3 separate regions of the Gossypium hirsutum genome follow, and all the other regions are linked to region 3. The links are chromatin contacts, called in public Hi-C maps. All regions are on one chromosome and are shown on one strand. Each heading gives the region's core, a stretch centred on a gene start, on an enhancer-like site or on the middle of the called end of the contact. The rest is flanking DNA. Distances are from core to core; before and after follow the strand shown.

The links. Hi-C and Micro-C count contacts between places; a contact is called where the count stands out from the background.
Region 1: a Hi-C map of leaf shows a contact between it and region 3, with 2.3 times the contacts expected there. The contact joins the promoter of LOC107940888 here to the promoter of LOC107960059 in region 3. A contact is called at or near these places in 4 of 34 Hi-C or Micro-C datasets (callus and leaf).
Region 2: a Hi-C map of leaf shows a contact between it and region 3, with 2.7 times the contacts expected there. The contact joins the promoter of LOC107960052 here to the promoter of LOC107960059 in region 3. A contact is called at or near these places in 4 of 34 Hi-C or Micro-C datasets (all in leaf).

What each region holds. Positions count from the first base shown.
Region 1 is chrA07:19,033,782-19,037,072 of Gossypium_hirsutum_v2.1, forward strand. LOC107940888 (internal alternative NAD(P)H-ubiquinone oxidoreductase A2, mitochondrial) reads right to left here and starts at 1,624. Exons shown (of 9, transcript XM_016874351.2): 1 at 1,156-1,624; 2 at 520-733; 3 at 264-424; 4 at 1-49. The coding sequence starts at 1,587. LOC121232186 (a long non-coding RNA gene) reads left to right here and starts at 2,143. Exons shown (of 3, transcript XR_005930458.1): 1 at 2,143-2,617; 2 at 2,693-2,846; 3 at 2,972-3,291.
Region 2 is chrA07:18,632,089-18,635,676 of Gossypium_hirsutum_v2.1, forward strand. LOC107960052 reads right to left here and starts at 1,757. Exons shown (of 6, transcript XR_005930454.1): 1 at 1,536-1,757; 2 at 908-1,025; 3 at 738-825; 4 at 464-513; 5 at 248-322.
Region 3 is chrA07:18,834,363-18,837,688 of Gossypium_hirsutum_v2.1, forward strand. LOC107960059 (O-glucosyltransferase rumi homolog) reads left to right here and starts at 1,657. Exons shown (of 6, transcript XM_016896266.2): 1 at 1,657-2,053; 2 at 2,148-2,758. The coding sequence starts at 1,940.

The sequences.
Region 1 (3,291 bases), core at 374-2,873, 200 kb after region 3:
TTGCATAGCGCCGGAGACGATCGTCAAAGGAAGACAGTATCTCATTAGCCTGAAAAAAAGATAATAATTTTATTATAATTCACAAATCTCCTCAATTCAGCAACTTAAAACAAGGCATGAGCACAAGAAGAATCTCAAGAAGGTCTTCAAGTTTCCAGGCAGAGTTCAGAAAGCCAGCACTGGCTTCAACAAAGATATTAGAAGACAAAAGAACTACATAAATGGCAGTACGGAGGAAAAACTGATATCGTAGTGAAACAAACCTCAATCAGTGTGACATGGATATAGTCTTTTACATGAGTGTATCTTTCATGAACATCCCTCCTAATAAAATCACTAAGTTCACCACTAAACTCAACCCCGGTCGGACCGCCTCCTACAACAACACAATGCAGCAATCTACGTTTCTCTTCTTCAGGAAGCCCTGCCTCGACACCGAACCAATAGGTAAAACATATAATCATACTCAAGAAATTATTTTCCATTACAGCAGGTAGAAAAACCAAAGTGTGGCATTACCCGGCACATCGGATAGCATCAAGTTGAGAAGTAGCTTCCTCCGAATTTCCTGAGCATGGTGAACTTCACGCAGAAAAATAGCATGTTCCTTCACACCATGGATTCCGAAAGTCGATGCCTGTGCTCCTGATGCAATTACCAACTTATCATATGAAATCTTAAACTTCCATGGGTCCAGGGTGTCGGTTCCATCAGTAACAGTCTCACAATGCACCTTCAAATACCCAAAACCAAATATTCCATGATCAAAAGGTCAAAAATCCAAAATTTCCTACTGCATTTTATTTTTCATCAAACAGAACAAGAACAAAGAACTTTCCGAGTACAGTGAGGGAATGCTACCAACAAGCTTAATTCAACAATTGCATTCTACAAAGCAATATCTAGACATACGATCCATCACTATTCTCTAGTTCAAAAAAGTAGAAATCTTTAGTAAAATTAAACTAAATTCAATACCCAAAAGCCCAAAGCCAAAAATTTAAACAATCAAGCTAATTTTAGAATCATAAAAGGACTCCCAACCTTAAATTGACATTCAACTCAGCCAACAGTCAATGCCTTTTGATTTTAGTTCTCCCAAAACGGAAATAATAACTAATTAAACCCAATAAAGGCGACATATTGTTGAAATACCTCATGGTTTTCAGTATCCACTGCAGTAGAATTGGCAAGAAAAAAATAAGATCCAGGTGCTGAAGAGATGGAGGGCTGAATCCTCGCAATGGGTTCGGCAACGGACCTGAACTCAAGAGTCCCAACACAAGTAGAAGCCAATAGGGGAGTAAATACCATATGGTTCCTAGGCGAGACACAAACGATGTCATACAGCTTGGGGTCCAAGCCTTTCATTAGCCTGCAACCAGCCCATCCAGATCCTAACACCACCACCCTTGGTTTGTCGTGTGGCTTGGTGGGTCCGAGACCTGATGGCTGAGCCTGAGCCGAGGCAGGGGGTTGGTTGGCGGTGCTGAAGTTGGATAAAGAAGCTTGTAGAAGATTTTTGGTGATGGGGGTTTTGGATTTGATAGGTGTGGATAGTTTGATCAAGTTCCTATACCAAAACATGGCTGCCTGATTACGTTTCTTTCATAAAACAATGAGAGATTGCTTTGGGGGAGGATGTATTGGGATTTGGGATGGGAGAGTTTCAGTCAACTTCAGTGGCACGTGTCAGGTGATGGTTGAAATTTGCATGCAAATAGAAAAGCCCATTCCCTCACTGGGCTAAAATTTTCTAAAAGAAGCATCATACTCCATTTAGACTGTGATTAGAAAGAAATGGTTGAAGTACATTTACACCTTTAAGTAGGCTATAGCATGTTACTAATTTGGCTATCCTCTCATTTGTGCCATTTAGATCATGGGACTCCATTGAACTTTCGTGAAGAAGGAAAAAGCATCACTTGCAGAAGAGACTCCTATGGAAACATGTGGGAAAGAGGAGATGCAGACCAAACAAGTCATCTATGGCAATGCTAATGCCATCATTCCCATTCACTGAGAGAGAGTAAAACATTGGCAAGTCACGGTCAATACATCTGAGTCCTAAAGTCTACAAGTCAACAACAGATTATCTCGGATAGTCTCTGTCAGATGGGAATAGTTGGCAAAATTGTCGGTAGTTAATATACCTCCTTCCTGGCAATTAACATGGTTAAGCATTGTGTTCCTTTCTCCTCTCTTGCTGCTTCCATTTTTCTCTTACTTTGTTTTATCTTTTCATTAGTTGCAATTGGTGTGTATTTGAAAGGTTATTTATTAATGTAACCAAGAGAAAAAGGTGATGGTAAGCCTTTGGCAAACCTTTTCAAACATTCTTAGATGAGCTTTAATTTTCAGGTCATAAAAGTATTCCACCCTGAAAGCTCCATAGCTAACAAAGAGTCTAAAAGGTTGCAGAGGCAGAAGACGAATAATACTCCTTACAGTGAACATGAGTATACTGATGGAGACCAGATTTCACAACATAAAGACAACAGGTGTGTTCCTCTGGGATTAAAGTCAATGGAGGGCACAGAAGTTTATAAGACCATCTCAAAACCGCCTCAATATGAGTTTGCTTGCTGGGTGTACTGGATTAAAACAGATGTAGACTGTAAGTAAAAATCTAACCATATTGCTCATTCAAATGATTTATCCATTGTCTGAAATAGTGGATACCAAAAAACAGGGATTAAAATAGCAGTCGGGTAGTGGAATAGAGGCTGGTGTATAGCGGTTGGGGTGCCATCCGAAATCGCTATTGCTGAAATAGCTGTGTGAAGCGGAGTCACACCAATAGCAGTGGATCGTGGTTGCAATTTAATGGGTAACGGTCAATTGCGGTAATAAGAGTCGTTATTTCCGTTATTTTTTTCGTTATTCCCGTTTATATCTTCTTCTTTTTTACTTTGTTATTAGTTATTAGTTGTGTGAATTTTAAAAAAAGTCACAACCGCAATACCTGCAGTGACCGCAATAGCATCCATTATGTTCGTAACCGCGATAAACATAACGCGACCAAAAACGCAGCCACAACCGCAATTTAAATCCCTGCAAAAAAGTTTCCCATAAACTACAAGTATTACTATTATCATAAAATAAGAGGTCGTGGGGGCAGGAGCAGTGATCCGGGATCACAAAGGCTCTTGGATTGTTGGCTCATATGTCATTTCGTCATGTTCCACTTGCGACTACCGTAGAAGCGGACTTATGGGCCCTTCGTGACGGCTTTAGACTTGCTAAGAGCTTAAATATTAGGCATTTGGTCATTGAAGTTGATTCTACTTT
Region 2 (3,588 bases), core at 507-3,006, 200 kb before region 3:
TTTGGTGGAAAAAGGGACATGGGAAGAAGGGAATTCACTAGTGTTCTTGGAAAAACATATGTTTTTTAAAATAAAAAGGAGGTTTGGGTTTCCGAAATTTTAGTCAATTTAATATTGCGTTGTTAGCCAAGCAGGGCTGGCGTCTTTTTAATTATCCAAATTCTCTACTGGCCAGAGTTCTTAAAGCAAAATACTTTTCGCATTCGAACTTTCTAAATGCACAGTTGGGAAATTTACCTTCATTTACCTGGAAGAGTATTTGGGTAGCAAAGGGTCTTCTTCGAGATGGACTTTGTTGGAGAGTTGGAAGAGGAAATGTGATCTTTATATGGAATGATTATTGGATTCCAGAAATTGAAGCAGTTGGTTGGAAAAACAGAGAAGAAAATGATGAACTACAATTAGTCTCGGATCTAATTGATAGCACAAATAAAACATGAAAAACAGAGTTAGTCAGTAATACCTTTCAAACAGAAATTGCCCAAAGAATCTTGCAAATCCCTCTTGCAGAAGCTAACCATGAAGATTTTCAAGTGTGGAAAGAAGAACCTTTTAGAGAATATTCAGTACGGGGCGCATATAAACTATTACAATATGCTAACTTAGATATTAATAGTTACTTAATATAGACCGAAATCAAAGACTTCTATAGAAAACTATGGGATTTACAGCTACCATAAAAAATTACATTAACAATATGACGGATCTCTTAGAACTATATGCCTACACTAGTCAACCTTAGACACAAGCGAGTGACCACTAACGTCAGATGTCCTCGTTGTTGCTCCGGAGAAGAGGATAGCCACCATGTCTTTAAACAATGCCCTACAATCATTGAAGTATGGCAAAACCTTAATCTCTTTTGGGTTACAACTCATATGAATCAAAATATCTGGGAGTGGCTAACCTAGGTTTTTGAAAAGAGTACTAAGGAATAGTGTTGGACTTTTTGCTGCGCTTTATGGTTCATTTGGAGCTCACGGAATCAGTATGTTCATGAAAGAAAAACTATCTCAGATAAGGATCTGTCACAAAAAATCAGAAGATACATAGTAAAACTCGAAGGGGTACGATAAAAAAAGCCTACCTTTAATACTAAAAGAGTTCATAACCAAATAAGGGCGACAATAGGTACAACGATACAGTTTGATGCAGCCTTCAACAAAAGAAATTCTAGATCGGCTTCGGGTTTAGTGGTTTGGGACCAGATGGGTGAGCTAAAAGCCTCAAAGACGACTCTCCATTATAATATCTCATCCCCGTTTGCAGTAGAAGCTCATGCAGAGTTAGATGCCATCAAGTTAGTATTATCAATAGGTTTAACTTCAGCAACAATAATGGGAGACTCGAAAACAGTCATCAAGACATGTCAATCGACAAATATGGACAAATCAGTACTTGGAGCGATTACTAGAGAGATTCAGAGTAAAAGAACTAGTCTTCAAGAGATCACTTTCTAGTTTATCCACAGATCGGAGAATGCTCATGCCCATAAACTAGCAAAACAAGCACTAGAAAAAAGGGAAGAATCATACTTGGTGGGGGAAGCGCTGAACCACATAGATCTGGTTTCGGAAGGAAGATGGAGAAGAAATCCAAACTGAAATCGTTGTGGTAGAAAAATGGAGTAGTCAAATATTGCAGGTACATAGAAAATTTTTTTGGGGAAGAGCTATCTCTGAACAGACGCGGCTGTTGACATGAAAAGATGATAGGATTAAAGGTGGCCAGGCTGTTCGATTTGATTGGGAAATATCAATATGTTTCCTTTTTATTAATTATTTCTTTTTTACCTTCATTATTTTGTTTCTAATTTTATTTATTTCAATAACAGGCTAATTACAAAAGATAAATTGTATGCCCATTTCCGTTTATTTGTTTGTCCAACAGTCCAAGTGGACCTGAGCCCAAAATTTTTGGGTATTAATTTTTATGGTTTTTTAATAAAAGGCCAGTCAACTCATTCAAAAAAAATATTATAAATATTATCATTTTTATATATTCACATCATCTTCAAATTTTTCTACATTTATTAAAATAGAAATTTAGTTTTTTTTGAAAGTTTGTCATAAGTTTTATTTATTTTTTAATTTTTTAAATACTACTTAGAGATACATGACAAAAGTTCAATCCTACTTGTGTAGTTAAAACTTTTCGCCGCTAGTGGTGTACTAAATAATTATTTTTTTGTTTCCATAAGATATTAAAATATAAAAATTTAATTACCTAGAGTATTTTGAGTTTAGAAGATTTCTCTCCTTTTGTACTTAAATATATAAAAAATTATAAAATAATTTTTTACAGTTATTCAATTTTCAATTTAAATATTGTATTTGTTAGAATTAAGTGACCCAAATTCTTATTTAAATAAAATACAATGGAAAATAAAATAAAAGTAAAATCCATATAGAACTAGACTTCTTTTATTTTATTTTAGAATAAGGTTTTTAAAACCTTATTAAACTCCATCTATTTTATATTGATTAGGATAAGAAGTTTCAATCCTACTAGAATATGGCTTTGCAAGCCTATAAATAGACATAGTCTATTCCTCTTGTATTTGATTCAAATTTTTTGACATAGTGAATTTTCTTCTCCTCTGCCCGTGATTTTTTTCCTGAAAGGGTTTCCATATAAAATTTGTGTGTTCTTTATTTTATTTTATTTTATTTTTCACAAATTGGTATCCGAGCTTCCGGGTTATTCATCTCGATCACGGTAATGGCGTCTTTGAAGTATGAAATTCCATTGTTGGATCGCAACACCAGATTTGCGTTGTGGCAAATTAAGATGCAAGCAGTTCTTGCACAGATGGATCTGGAGGATGCCCTTCTAGGGATAGATAAGATTCCTTCGACATTAACAGATGAAGAGAAGAAGCGTAAGGATTGAAAGACATTAACACAATTACATCTGCATTTGTCCAACGAAATTTTGCAGGATGTGATGAAAGAGAAAACTGCCGCTGCATTATGGAAGAGGCTAGAACAAATATGTATGTCGAAAACTCTAACAAGCAAGTTGCATATGAAGCAGCGTCTTTATGCTCATCGTTTGGAGGAGGGTGCGTCTGTACATGAACACTTAACAGTGTTTAAAGAAATTCTCTCAAACTTGGAGGCCATGGAGGTTCAGTATGATAAGGAAGATCTAGGGTTGATTCTACTTTGTTCGTTGCCCCCGTCTTTTTCAACCTTTAGAGACACGATTTTATATAGTCGCGAGTCTCTCACAGTTTGTAACACCCCTAACCCGTATCCGCTGCCAGAACAGGGTTTCGGAGCATTACTACCATTTGCAGATCACTTAAAAAAATTAAAATACTTACCGATTCAATGCATCATATAAAATAAATATATTACCATTCAATCAACAGTTTGGCACTTGTATAAGCATCAAACAACAACATTGTTAGTATAATTGCACATATCTCATATAAATTCAACATTGATATATCTATTTTCTCGACATGTCGCACTTGAGTTTAATAATAGTCTCAATTACATAATTTCCTTGTATCAACATATCAAAGATAATCATATATGTACATGTCATGAAATATATCATGCTCTTACCGTTTCTTCACAA
Region 3 (3,326 bases), core at 407-2,906:
ATTGATGGGAAAATTCCAAAAGATAGATTAAGACAGCAATGCAGCCATAACACTAAACATAACTGTTGTTTTAGGAACTATGTTTCCAAAGAGTCCCATGATGACTCGACCTGAGAGCAATAATTCAGTAGTAATGTTTTAGCTACGTAAACTAAACAGAAAGCAAAAGCTATGGTGGGTGCAACACATTACGTATCCTACGATATTGGAGGAAATTCTAGGGTGAGCTCCACTTAAGCAAAAGCTTTTACCAAAATACCTAAAGATTTACCGATATTTGCAAGACTTTACCAAAATTGGTCTTAAAAGTAAGAAAAAGTGAAGCATACCAGCAGGTTTTCCTGCAATTTCAACATCAAAGTAAACTTGGTGAGTAACTTCATTCAAATGTTCCCTTGACTGTTTTGCCTGCACATTCCATTAAAAAGAACATATCCAACAATCAAATCAACTAATCACATCTGACTAGACAATAAGTGAAGAAAAACAGAAGAAGATACTAACTTAACATTGTATATCGCAGATGAGCTTAATAAACTAGACGCAGAACTAAAAACAGAAAGGGAACCTGAGCCAAGAACTCTACTTATTCTGACGTAGTTATATAGTACAAAATGCATCACAAATTATTCTATTTTGATATTGAGACAAAAATATTGGCATTTTCGCTAAAATCTTTCACTGCGCTTTTAAAACGTAAAATGCTCTCTCAATATAAATTTTTAAAGATGAACGGGCTCGATTAAAAAATTCTCCCCGCAATATTGATTTTTGTAGATTTACATTGGAGTTTTTTTTTTTAAGATTTACTTTGAATTTTAGAGATGAAAGTGAAAATGAGAGAATGAAGACTACTAATATCTTGACACTGCTATTAGATTTGAGAGCATGATCAAATATTTTATTTCACATATCTCATTCTTAATCAGATGTTGAAAAAAATTACCTATAAAAGTAAAAATTTGTTAACCATATTTATATTAAATAATAAAATAATATTAAGGTTAAATAATAGTTTAAAATATTAAAGTTATATTTTGTTTCACAAAAAAGAATTTTTGATTTGCCTTTTCAAAGTAAATAGAAAGTAAAATAATGTTGGATTGGAGAGAGACCCATAGAGCAAATGAAGAAAATTTACATGGAAAAGTAAGAAACATAGCTATGTTTGTATCGACTTGGTTATTAGCCCATCAATGTGTAAGTTCCTCCTTGGAGATCCAATTTATTCATTCAAAAACTGAAAAAAGGTTGTGCTTTGACAATGCTAAAATCACCCTTTTAGCAGGTCAATTGCCACCATCGTATCTAAAAAATTCTTTTTAAGAGTAGTGGCTGACCCTGTAAGCACTCTCTTAATTCAACTAATGGGATTTCATCCACCTCCCTTTTCTCTTGCCATATCAATTATTGGGTCACGATTCTCATCCCAAGTTGGGCTTCAAATACTTAATCCCAAGTTGCCAGAAAAATTGAAATTATTAACTAAGCTATTTTAAGAAAAATTTATTAATCTATTCTTATTCAAGTAATTCCTCAAATTAGAATAAAAATTTATGTTTATAAAAAAATATAATAATATTTTAAACTCAGATGGTTGCCAAAAGAAATTTAATGATTGATTTTAGCTATGATTGAATTCAATGGCATTGGGAGGATAGGACCCCCAAACCATTAAAAACAGAACACAATGGACGGCCTCGGAGGCGGCCTCGGAGGAAGCGAAGAAATTCAATCCACGTGGGAAACCCAATACCATCCTTCCACACACACGACAGGCAGACGGACAGAGAACGCGAGTTTAAAAAAAGTTACCTTAAAAAAAGGAATCACTAATAATGGTTTAAACCTTATGTTCGTCCGTTGTATTTTGTAGCAAACAAAAAGCAGGGGACGCGAACACCATTTGCAGGGAGCCGCTGCAAATGCTCTTTTCAATATGGCGAAACAACACGCCTGGGCTCACTCTGCACATCCTCGTTCGCCTTCTTATCTCTTCTTCTCCGTCGTTGCGCTTTCTTTCCTCTCCCTTATCGCCCTCCTCATCTACAAGGTCCACCTCCTTTTTCTTTTTCTTTTTTAATATTTATCAGCTGCTAATGGAACCAGCAATGTTCTGACTGTTTTTTTTTCCGGTGGAGATTTAGGTGGATAATTTTGCTTCCCAAACGAAAACAATCGTGGGTCATAATTTAGAGCCGACGCCGTGGCATCTTTTCCCGCCGAAAAACTTCACCGACGAATCCCGACATTCCCGGGCTTACAAGATCATCCAATGCTCCTATCTGACTTGTCGCTACGCCGCCACCGTCGGTGGCGCTCAACCTTCGGAGGGGCAGGAGGAGGAACGACGGGGCTTAGTCTCCTCTCGTACCCCTCCACAATGCCCAAACTTTTTCAAGTTCATTTACCGTGATCTTGAACCATGGATGAAGACCCGGATATCCGTTAACCACATAAATGAAGCCAAGGAACACGCGGCGTTTCGTATCGTTATTGTTGAAGGAAAATTGTTTGTCGATTTGTATTATGCTTGTGTACAAAGTAGATTGATGTTTACGCTATGGGGAATTTTACAGCTTATCAAAAAGTATCCTGGGATGGTCCCTGATGTGGATATGATGTTTGATTGCATGGATAAGCCTACCATTGAAAGAGCTAGAGTTGAAAATGGGTCTTTGCCGTTGCCTCTGTTCCGGTATTGTACAACTGAGGCTCACTTTGACATCCCTTTTCCCGACTGGTCCTTTTGGGGTTGGTAAGAATCACTCATTCCCAACTTCATTTGAGATTCTAATTTGTCTACTTTTACTACAAGATCATATCTGCATAATCTGTGTTTACACTTACCATAACCTAACTCCATTCGTGTAACTTAAAACCTCAAGTTACCAAATCAAAATTGTCCCAAACCTAAAATGATATGAATAACTTAAATTGTTAATAATCTGGGTATACCAGGGATTGCAGTTAATTTGCTATGGACTAAGCTCCAGGTGCTAAATTGTTAATGATTCTGTGCAGATAGAATGTTAAATTGAGTAGACCATTTGATGGTAGTATGAATTGTGTGAAAATATGTTCAAGTTGCGAAGCTTAACAACGCTGTACCCCTGAATGCAGAAATGTTGAGTTATGTTGGTGTCACTCTATGTAGTTGTCATCCATATGATTCATGTTCAAATACTCCCAAGTCTAAAAGTGTTTTTCTTGTTTATGTGAATCTTATATATATTGGCATGCTATATGTGTTGGGATATGTGTGTGTATAGTGCTCCTCTCTACTAGCTTATGCAAATGGAGCATCTTGAATCTATCTTGGAATT